Regions from separate parts of the Sus scrofa genome. Here region 1 is linked to region 2. A link is a contact called in public Hi-C data. All regions are on one chromosome and are shown on one strand. Each heading gives the region's core, a stretch centred on a gene start, on an enhancer-like site or on the middle of the called end of the contact. The rest is flanking DNA. Distances are from core to core; before and after follow the strand shown. Region 1 overlaps ARHGAP24 (rho GTPase-activating protein 24). Region 2 overlaps ARHGAP24 (rho GTPase-activating protein 24).

Evidence for each region. A called contact is a pair of places that touch in the nucleus more often than the background predicts.
Region 1: a Hi-C map of fetal skeletal muscle shows a contact between it and region 2, with 3 times the contacts expected there. The contact joins two enhancer-like sites. A contact is called at or near these places in 1 of 5 promoter capture datasets (liver), 17 of 47 Hi-C or Micro-C datasets (alveolar macrophages, brain, embryonic fibroblasts and 10 more) and 1 of 2 datasets of contacts at active chromatin or transcription factors (skeletal muscle).

Annotation. Positions count from the first base shown.
Region 1 is chr8:132,978,698-132,984,416 of Sscrofa11.1, reverse strand. The region is part of intron 3 of ARHGAP24 (rho GTPase-activating protein 24); the gene reads left to right. Among named protein-coding and RNA genes, the nearest start is that of ARHGAP24, 520 kb to the left of the region's middle. Within about 2 kb of position 2,621, at least 11 of the 83 cell types and tissues checked have an H3K27ac peak or open chromatin away from gene starts, as enhancers often do. A contact at or near this core is called in fetal skeletal muscle, where this site is marked.
Region 2 is chr8:132,801,946-132,807,863 of Sscrofa11.1, reverse strand. The region is part of intron 5 of ARHGAP24 (rho GTPase-activating protein 24); the gene reads left to right. Among named protein-coding and RNA genes, the nearest start is that of MAPK10, 360 kb to the right of the region's middle. Within about 2 kb of position 4,048, at least 2 of the 83 cell types and tissues checked have an H3K27ac peak or open chromatin away from gene starts, as enhancers often do. A contact at or near this core is called in fetal skeletal muscle, where this site is marked.

The DNA.
Region 1 (5,719 bases), core at 1,372-3,871, 180 kb before region 2:
GAAATTGTCCAGGTCTGGGCAAGTGAGTCTGTGAAGCCCAGCAGTGGCAGGGGCGGTGGAACGAGGGGATAAGCAAGACAGACATTAAGGAGGGCAGAAGTTGGCTGTCAACCTGACATTTTTAAAATGTGCCTTATTGGGAATTCCTGTTGTGACTCAGAGGTAACAAATCCAACTAGTATCCATGAGGATGCAGATTCGATCCCTGGCCTCGCTCAGTGGGTTAAGGATCTGGCGTTGCTGAGAGCTTGGTGTAGGTCGCAGATGAGGCTCGAATCCTGTGTTGCTGTGTCTGTGGGGTAGGCTGGCAGCTACAGCTCTGATGAGACTCCTAGCCTAGGAACTTCTTATGTTGCGGGAGCCACCTTAAAAAAACCAAACAGCAGTTTTTAAAAAGTGTCATATCAATTTTATTTTTGAATGAAGAAGGAGTTTTTGTCTTCAGAAACTTTGTTTCAACCATGCATCAGTTGGGATATGACCAAAGACAATCCAACCCCATTTTCAGGTTTCAGCAATTGACTCAGCAGGAGACGATGAGGAGGGTAAAGACAAGAGGAAAACATGTTTTGTTAACTGAATGCTCCAAAGCGTCATGGATGGCAAACTTTTCTTTCTTATTTCCTCTGGTTTGAATTTATTGAAGTGTTAACGTGTTTAATTCAATGCCTTTGTTAAATTAAATATGAAGTTTTAACATGTTTAATTCAATGGCTTTGTTAAATGAAGCGTCATTGAAAGCTTATTTCAATGAGGAGATTATCTGATTTTAATCCCCAATAATAATACACAAAGTTTAAACTTTGAGATAACTGAAGTCAGGTTGAATTGATGTGGTTCAGGTTTGCATTATTTTAATATTCAGCAATCCTGCTAGAAGAGTATTCAGCAGTTGTGATGAAGTCATTAACCTGAATTTTGCTTTTTATACTTCTTATTAGTAAATGTCCCAGTCCTATGAAATGGCATCCTCTGATATTGGGATGGAATCTTACGTGCAGTTCTAAGAAACTTCGAATTTCCTGTTTGAACTTTTCTTTAACTATACCATCGAGCTTCCCATATGGCAACAGAAATGACGTTTTCTTTCTGCTATTTGAGTAATCTGCTTTCAAACAGGAAAAGCGGGGAGTTGGACCAAAATGCCTGTGACACTTACCTTTGGAGCAAGATTTGACGCCAATTAAATCATTGCCATATGATGTTGTGTGGACTCTAATTGCTATCATAGTGGGAGGCAGGAAGAACAGAAGGCCCTGGAGCCAAGAAGCACAGAACTTGGAAGCGTTCAAGATCCATCACTTTAGTGATTCTTACAAATTGTCCTCAGAAGAGATCTGACTTGCCCCAAGTAGTTCACAAATTAAAAACAGTCCGATTGCATCCTGTGTACATTTTGGGCTCTCCAGTTTTGACAGATGCATATTTGCTGTGTTCCGATTGCTTTCTAAAATATGCTCCTCAGCCCCCTGCCTCTATCTGTTTGCAGTCAGGGATCAGTGTTACTAAGAGCTTATCAATGATTTAAAGCAAAAGCATGGAAAACAACAGTAATGAGATCTCTGTAGGCCTTGCACTGTCAACAGGAAAAATGAAGACATGGTAATGAGGAGAACATTCGTCTGATTACTTCTGGACGGATATGGTCCCCTGCTTTCCTGGTGGCAGAGAAGGTGCAATGACCTCTCCCAAGAGTGGTTCAGATCACAACAGCTTGGAGATAGCGGGAGTTCTTCCCGATCTGATTCCCTCTTGTTATTCCACACTTTATCACAGTTAAAGAAATGTGCATCCAGGAGTTCCCGTCGTGGCGCAGTGGTTAACGAATCCGACTAGGAACCATGAGGTTGCGGGTTCGATCCCTGCCCTTGCTCAGTGGGTTAACGATCCGGCGTTGCCGTGAGCTGTGGTGTAGGTTGCAGACGCGGCTCAGATTCCGCGTTGCTGTGGCTCTGGCTTAGGCTGGCAGCTACAGCTCCGATTCGACCCCTAGCCTGGGAACCTCCGTATGCCATGGAAGCGGCCCAAAGAAATAGCAAAAAGACAAAAAAAAAAAAAAAAAAAAAAAAGAAATGTGCATCCAGATCTTATCAGTGCAGCCAAGATAGTTCGAGGGCCTTTCCTCCAAGCCTGGGGATGGTCTCACTGTGTGCTCACACGTCCGAGTAGCTGAGAACGCGCCCCTTTTCCCACCTCTTTGCTCCCAGAACTTCTCAGCGGTCTCCCACATCCCACCCTAAGAGAGCGCCCCTGGGCACGCTTGGATCTGTATTGGCCTCTTGTTTCTATAAGTGAATTCTGTTGGTTCCTCTAAACTGGAAGTTGGAATCAAAAAAAGGTGGGCTGTAGAACTGAGAGCAAGGAATTAAAGGGAAACCAATGGAAGTTATATCTGGAAACCTGAGTAGACGGAAGAGGATTATTTTTCAAGGAAGAGAAAAGAAAGCCCTGATGCCTGGGTCAAACGAAAAATGAATGCAGTATGGGAAAAGCGCGAAGTCACCAGGCCTGTGGTACATGTGACGCAGTGACGTTGAGGGTGTCAGGAGCAGAGAACGCCCCAACGAGCCGGCGGCAGAGAGGACCTCTCTTCACCTCGGCATCACAGGGGATTTAACCTTCTGGATGCTGACTCCTCCTTTCTTGGGGAGAGCAGAGCTCTCAGTGAACCAACCAGTGGACTGAAGGTGTCTGCAGAGAGGAAAGACTGAATCCATAGTAACGGCTGTATTATGATCAACACTGCTATTTTGCTTCTGCTCCAAAGTTCCTGTTTATGTCTCACAGCCTTTATATTGTCTTTGTGAGAACGGCGCCAGTTGGCCAGTGGCCATGGTGAAATTTTCGTTGCTAGTGAGTATAAATACTCCCATCAGTGGATGCATCTTTCAGGATTCTGCTTAAACTCAGCTTTCCAGTTGAAATGCATATGGTTATGGGTGAAGAGAGAACAGCATTCAAGAAAAAAAAAGTGATGTGCTCAAAGGAGCGAAGCTGCATTACAGAACTGTGGGATTGTTGGTATCATTAAGAAATTTGATTCCATTTTTATATAAAAACTATAGCATGCAATTACACGTGAGCATAATATTTGACTCTGAACACTTGGCTCATGTCTGGAAAATCACAGGGGACATTTTCTGAGAATGAGGAGGGAAGGCCGTTGTTGAAAGATGGATGCAAGAGACAAAACACGACCTGCTGCCAGCCTCCTCCTTTTCCGACCTTCTCTGTACCAGCCTAATTAACATAAATTAACACATAGTATTATTAATGAAAGTCGTTTCTTTAAAGGTGACAATGCTACTTTGCTTATTTTCTCTACCTTATTCCTTCAAACACATCCGTGAGATAGATTATTATCTCTGGAGTTCCCATCGTGGTACAATGGAAACGAATCTGACTAGGAACCATGAGGTTGCAGGTTTGATCCTTGGCCTCGCTCAGTGGGTTAAGGATCTGGCGTTGCTGCAAGCTGGGGTGTAGGTCGCAGATGCAGCTCGGATCTGGCGTTGCTGTGGCTCTGGCGTAGGTCTCCGTTTAGACCCCTAGCCTGGGAACCTCCAGATGCCATGGGTGCATCCCTAAAAAGACAGAAGAAAAAAAAAAAGATAATTATCTCTGTTTTACAAATTAAGAAAGTGAGGAGAACTCAAAAGTTAAGAGTAAACTACCTAATGTCATGTAGCCCATGAGGGAATGAGCTGGGATTGGTCCAGGTGTGTCTGGCCCATGTTTTAGCACTTAGGGTCTGCAGCCTTCTTTTACAGCCAGAAGCTCCTCCAGCAGCAGGCCCACCAAAAGAGAGGGAAGCAATTTCCTGTTACACTTGTGCAAAGAATTCCCGTGTGCCTAAAATAAAGAGATTCGCTCTATTCCGAATTGGCCTAATGCGGGCCACAGTGGAGATCAGTGAGTCAGAAATGCTTCTTCTTTTTTTTTTTAAAGAAAGGAAAACCAAGATGACATGGCATCAAAACTTGGAGTATCTATGGCTTTTTTTTTTTGTTTTCAGTACATGTTTAAAACTTCCTGACATAGTAGCTTGTCTTTTAAACAGCTGATTTTCCTATTTATATGTAAAATAAAATATTTTTAAAGTATCACTTTTGCCTTTTGCAAACATTATATTAGTATTTTGAGTGTGTGTATATACATATCCACTGCCACATTCTGGTAGTTTATAGTTGCCGGAAGTCGGTATTCCAAGTGGAATGATTGGGTGTCGGTATTTTGTTCGGAAAAAACACGCACTATAGCACTGGCTCATGATAAATCACTGACATTCTGCTGTGGTGGCCATACCATTATTTTCTCATAGTAAGAAAACCCCTGAGTGCAGCAAACCAGAGTTGTAGCCCACGCAATATTATTTGCAAGAACGATGAACTAAGGTGCCTAGGGCACTTGCATAAACAGCTGTTTCTTGTATTTTCCAGGTGATAAAACCTATTAGTTTGACAATTTACAGAAAAGCCATTAGATTCATCTCAGTGCCACTGGAATAACGGATGCCCCTTCAGCAGGGCACACATACCAATGGCAAGAGGTGGAGGACGGTGGAGCCCAGGAAGGGGCCCAGATGAGAGTCGGTTTCTAACCACCTACCAGCCAGCCAGGAAGGCAAGGACCCGGGAGCCTCCAAGTGTCAGAGGGAGGAGTTCAGGATTACTTAGTCATTTATTCTTGGCTTATTTGTCTGTTCACTGATTTCTTTATTCTAAAGGAAGAGAGTGTGTTAAAAACTTCTCTTTTGCCCTCGTGAATTATCACGACGGATGGGGTGATAGCCTTTAAGTTTTCAGAAGTCTATGATGCACTGAATAAAGTACCATCTAAGCGACCACAAACTTACGCTTTCGTCCCAAACTTGAGGGTCTTTTGCATGAAAAGCCTTTTCACAAAATTCCGAATCAGAAATAAACAGGATTGATATTTACATTAACATTGCATGGAAACCTCAGGAGACGGCATATTCCGTATTTTCCCTATCAGAGCAACATTTTTCAAATGTTCATTTTCTCTCCCTCCTAATAAATTGTAAGGTGTGTGAGGCAATAGATTTGCAGGGGTTTGGGGGGTTTTTAAGTGTAGAATTCAGCATTGCGTGTCATGCTGAATGCCTGAATGCCAAGAAGTTGACAACACTGAGGATTTCTTGAAAAATTGAGTTGTTTTTGTTTTTTTTTTCTCCTGCCAAGAAGCTCTAAGCCAAATTTTCTTTTCTCCAGCTTTCCTTTAGTGGAAAGGAAAAAAAAAAAAAAAAAAGATAATTATCTCTGTTTTACAAATTAGGAAAGTGTGGAGAACCAAAAGTTAAGAGTAAACTGCTTAATGTCATGTAGCCCATGAGGGGATGAGCTGGGATTGGTCCAGGTCTGTCTGGACTGTATTTTAGAGTATGAGCATAGACAGATATACTGAAGAAATCCACTTTTGTCTTGACTACCACGTGAGGGCTTGTACGAGGCAACATTTGACGATGGTACTCCCCAGCAGTAATCATTGCATTAAAAGGGAGGCGCGTCTATGCAGGGACATATAAACAATCAATGAAATGCATTCCCAAGAGAAGGATAATGTGAGGGAGCCCCTGCCATTTGATGAGTGACCTTTTCATTCTGCGTAGAGATGACCTGTATTGATATCATTAACCAGATGGAACCCAGTTCTTTTAACGGCAGAGCTTGGTATTGATTGAAAAGCAAGATCTGAGATT
Region 2 (5,918 bases), core at 2,799-5,298:
CAATGAATGAGAATTGAACCTTATCAAATGCACTTTTTTGGCATTTATTGCAGAAATTATCTGAGTTCTGTTTTATTACGCTAATGGGGTGAATTACATTGACTAATTATCAGATGTTAAAACCAACATTCCTAGGATAAACCACATTTGGTTGTAATGTATTACCTTTTTAATATATTGTTGTATCTGACTTGGAAATAACTTGTTGAGAATTTTTGGATCTATATTCATCAAGACTATTGACCTATCAGTTTCTCTTCTTGTAATCTCTTTAGTTTGGTTATCAAAGAAATTCCAGCCTCAAAATTAGCTGAAAAGTGTTCCCTCTACCTGTATTTTCAGAAAAAGTACATGTAGTTTGTACTATTTCCTCCATAAAACCAGTGAGCTCCTTGGAGATGAGGGGAAAGAGGCTGGTCCTGTATAGGCCAGTAGGTTACAATAAGAAATGTAGTTTTTATTCTAAGTGAAATGGAAATCCATTGAAAGATATTTAACAAGAATTGGAATAATTTCATTTACATGTTAAAGAAGAAAGGTCACTCTGTGGGGAGAAACTAATATTTTCCATTAGTCCACCCACAGCACACTTCTGACACCAAATATGTAGGTTTTCCACAACAAGCAATTCTCTAATACTTGATGACACCCACTGAGTATCCTACTAGTTAATCGAATCTGACACTAATTGCCCAGAGTCATTGCCCACAGTTTAAGGGCTCATCTCAACAAGACTGCTCCCATCTCACCTCAGGCACTATTACAATCACAAGTCCCAAGTTGTCACCTGTACTTCTGACCAACCAGCCATAAACCTGAGCTTCCTCTAGTTCAGTTACAAAATAGCTCACAGAACTCAGGAAAACCAGTTTATTTCCAAGATTACTGATTTATTATAAAAGGACACAATTCAGGAACACAGATGAAAGGGATGCATAAGACAGATTTGGGGAAGGGTACAGAGCTTCCATACCTTCTCCAGATGTACCACCCTCCCAGCACATGCACCTGTTCACTAACCTAGAAGCTTTCTGAACCCCTTCAGTGAGGATAATTTTATGAAGATTTCATTGCAAAGACATGGTTGATTAAATCCTTGGTCATTGGCCATTGAACTGAATCTCTAGGCCCTCTCTCCTCCCCAGAGATTGAAAGGGGAGACTAAAGTTCCAACCTTCTGATCACCTGATTGGTTCCTTCTACCCACCTCAACCCCATCATCCTTAGGGGCATCCCACAGTCACCTCATTAACATAAATTCAGATGCGGTTGAAAGGGGCTTGTTATGAATAACATAGTCTTTCACCTTCCTCACTCCAGATCTATTTTAGGGACTGGGGATAAAAAACAAATTTTACAACAAAAGATGCTTCTATTACTCTTTTAATTTAGGAAATTGCAAGGTTTTTAGGAGCTCTGATCAGGAGCTAAGGATGAAACCCAAAATACATCACACTCTCGCAATCCGAATATGCTTGTTTTAGTAAATAAATTGTCAAGCTCGAATCCCTCAGGGAGGTAGATATGCACATTACTGGATTTTGCCAATTAAAAAAAAAAAAAAAAAGGATTCCCAGATCCACAGAGAGTGAAATAAAAGAGTAACATATTTGTGGCCAAATATAATTGTAAACTATACTGGTAATTACTGAAATAAATAATCCATAATTTCCCAAGGAGAGTGAGATTATTTTTGGAAATGTGTCCAGGTAGAGTGTGCTGCCCCATCCCCCTTTTTAATTAATTGCCAGAATTTAGAATTTCACATGACTAAGTCCGAGCTAGAGTTTCAGTTTGGGGGTTGTGAGGAAAAACGGGGAACATTTGCTAGTTCAAGTTAATCTCACCAGTGCTCACCATCAAAACAATTTTAAAAAGAATTTAAATTTAAAAGTACAGATAGTGCATAATATTTTGACTAGGTATTAGGATATAAAGCAAAGCACAGAAATTTTTCTTTGTAAAATATGTTGAAGAATGAAAATGAATAAGTATTTTCCCGTGCTTATTCTAATAAAGCTTATACCTCACTAAAGGGTTAACTGGATTTAGCTCTCATCTTTATATTTATTAAAATCTGGAAAGAAATTCTCACAGGAATTATGCACAGATAATCTCTGATTTTAATTTTAAGGCCTAGTACTATTGTAGGTCTAATATTAAGCTCTAAAATTTGAATTTTATTTTATTTTATTTTATTTTATTTTATTTTATTTTGTCTTTATAAGGCCATACCTATGGCATACAAAAGTACCCAGGCTAGGGGTCTAATCAGAGCTGTTGCTGCTGGCCTATGCCAGAGCCACAGAAATGCCAGATCCAAGCCGTGTCTGCAACCTACACCACAGCTCACGGCAACACCGGATCCTTAACCCACTGAGCAAGGCCAGGGATCGAACCTGCAACCTCATGGTCAGATTCTTTCTGCTGTGCCATGATGGGAACTCCTAAAATTTGAATTTTAAAGTAAGCTTTTAAAATAACATTTAAAACTTATAAAAGTATAAAGTAGTTATTAAAATTTAATGTATTATTAAACATCGTATTTTAAATTGTAATATTTTATATACAGTTTAGAATATAAAAGGAAAGATGTAGCAATTTAAATATATAGATATGTCTAAATACAGATATTATATAAATAAATATTGGAACTGCACAGATTTTACATCTTACTTTTTTTTTCTCTTTCTTTTTTTTTAGGGCTGCACCCGCAGCATATGGAGGTTCCCAGGCTAGGGGTCCAATTGAAGCTGTAGCTGCCACAGCAATGCCAGATCCAAGCTATGTCAGCAGTCTACACCACAACTCATGGCAGCACCAGATCCTTAACCCCCTGAGCAAGGCCAGGGATCGAACTTGCATCCTCATGGATGCTAATCAGACTCATTTCCTCTGAGCCACGATGGGAACTCCACATCTTACCTTTTCTTATTAACATTATATCATAAATAACTTGCCATATCACTATGTAATTTTCACAAACAGAATTTCAAGGACAGTATAATAATTCACCGTACCATCATACTGGTTAGTCTAATTTTGCCTTTATTGTTGCTTTCAATATTTTGCATATATCAATCCTATGCTCATGAGCATCCGTGTCCATAAGTCAGCCTGCACTTCTGAAGCTATGGATCCATTTGTAAATTAATATTTCATATTTGAATGAGAAGAAATATTTTGTCTTATAGGAATAAAAAAGGATGATGAAAAAAAGAAATTTGGAATATACACTACTTGAGATTGCAAGTGCATGTGCCAGCTCTTAGGAAATCATGCATTTTCTGCTCTCCTTTAATTATGCCAACTACTGTTTTCCCAGTTCCGAGGTTCAAGTTTAAGATTGTGTATGCATGACATTGTTCCTCCAATTACATGGCGTATTCCCACAGACTCCTAGGCGAAAGTGAATTCTGCAAGAAAGGACACTCATCGACCTGAAAGAATTTGGATTTAATCAGTTTATGTCAACTGTAAAAAAACAACAGATGGTGGCATTCCTAACCATTCTTTTCTTCATTATTTCTGTTTAGAAGTTAAAAAAATAATTAAAATATAGTATTTTATATTAAACTTTCCCACTCTGAAGGGACAAAAATGAAATGCAGAATGTGTAAAATCAGATTAAAAGCCAAGTGTTATTTCATTCCTAAAGCTTTCCAGATGGTATCAGCTGTTAAAGAAGATACAGTTTGGAAGAGCTGGGAAGGTAGGGTCAAAAATGGCCCTGTGGGTGTCACCATCGTAGCATGAATTTCTCAGCAACAAAATAGCTGTGCACTCACAACAGCATTCAAGCACAAGGACAGAAGCCTGGAGAAGCTGGTGGTTGTACACCCTCTGTCCAAGAATCCCATAAAACAGCTGCTGTCTGAGGTACCCCAGCTGCCCTCGCTTACACTGAGGTCATTCTGCCCTCAGCCCTCCTCCTCCTCGCCTGTTTTGTTTATTTTTTTTAGTTGTTTTGGTGACTGATTTAAGATTAGGGTTACTAAACAAACTGCAAGACTACACAGATAAAATAGAAAAAAAAAAAAAGCCTAAAATTTAAAAGACCGAAAATCCAGACACATTTTAATTTTACCCTCTGGATAACAATACGGTTTTGAGCGTTTCTGACCTGAGTTGTAGAAAGTGAACTTGAAAGGCGGAGCCCTACAGACACAGTCAAACATTGTCAAACATTAGTTAAAAGAATGAGCCAGAGAGAGATCTTAAGATTCAGGTGCCCAGACCCCACTGGCTCTCATTGTGATTTAAAGCCTTGGAAGATACCCAGGAATCTGCATTTCAAACATATTCTCAGGTAGTTCGTATATGCAGGTGCCCTAACCACAACCTGGGAAATAGCTAGACTGTGGGAAGACCTGCTCATTTATGGGAGAGAACTGCCTCAGTTTTCTCATTTGTGAAATGGGGGGAAAAATCAACCTCATGGCACCACTGGAAACCCCGTTGGTGCTGCCTAGGCTGGGCAGGTCTTACGCTCCTCCGGAAGATAAATTACTTTCTGGAGAACACAGTTGATGGGTGAAATGTAAAATTTCCTATCTGCTAAAAAGGGTCTGAAATTTTAGAACCTGAAAAGTGTATCATTGCACCTACACTCTGATGCACATGAAAAAGCTCAAGACAAGGGGCATTGAGTCACGCGCTGCAGGTAGAGAGCATTTGTATCATAATGTGAATCTAAGATCTACAGGTTGGGTTTGATGAAAGAAAGGGAAGAAAGAAGTGGTAGCTTGAGGGCATGTGGATAGGCAAAGGGTTGGAAGAGCAAGGAACCGGCCCCTAGGAGTTTGCCTAAGGCAAGCCCTAAATGGATAGATGGCAAACAAGAGCTACCTGTTTTCAGCAACCTAAAAGATTCTCTGAAATCTACATTGAGGCCAGCCCTCCAAAGTCCTGGGCAGCTGTTTGCTATGGTACCATTACTTTTTTAGTTTTTGTTTTTGTCTTTTAGGGCCACACCCACAGCATGTGGAAGTTCCCAGGCCAGGGGTCACATTGGAGCTGCAGCTGCCAGCCTTCACCACAGCCACAGCCACACACAATCACAGCTGCCTCTGCAACCTACACCACAGCCCGCGGCAACACCAGATCCCCAACCCACTGAGCAAGGCCAGGGCTCAAACTTGTGTCCTCATGGGTACTGGTCAGCTTCGTTACTACTGAGCTACGACAGGAACTCCAATGTTACTATTTTTGATGCAGTTCTTAGAGATTACGGTGGCTTGACGAGATTAATGTAGTAGGTGTAGTTAAGCTTCCATCATTCCTGTAGGACCATGCTGACTTCAGCCGTGTTCTTATAACACCCATATTTGATTTACTGATATTTTTCTTTAAATTGATTCACTGTTTTTAAGATAAATTTTGTTATAAAAGGAACTTATTTTTTTTTCGTTGAAAACTAGTGCCGCTTGCCATAAATACAAGGTTAAGATAGCACAAACACAGTGGTCGCAAAGCATGTTATCAGGAGTTCCCGTCGTGGCTCAGTGGTTAATGAATCCAACTAGGAACCACGAGGTTGTGGGTTCGATCCCTGGCCTTGCTCAGTGGGTTAAGAATCTGGTGTTGCCGTGTGCTGTGATGTAGGTTGCAGATGCGGCTCGGATCCCGCGTTGCTGTGGCTGTGGTGTAGGCCTGGTGGCAACAGCTCCGATTCAACCCCTAACCTGGGAACCACCATATGCCGTGGGTGCCGCCCTAGAAAAGGCAAAAAAGACCAAAAAAAAAGGACAAAAAAAAAAGCATGTTATCAAATGCCATCCAAATAGTGTCTCTGGGGAGACTCTGACCCTGGGAACCTCTGTTTATCTGATGACGATGGAGATTGGCAGGTGCTAGGACTACTTAAACACGTCTCTCATCCCCAACTGGTACTTCCTATTTGATATAATCAGCAGCAG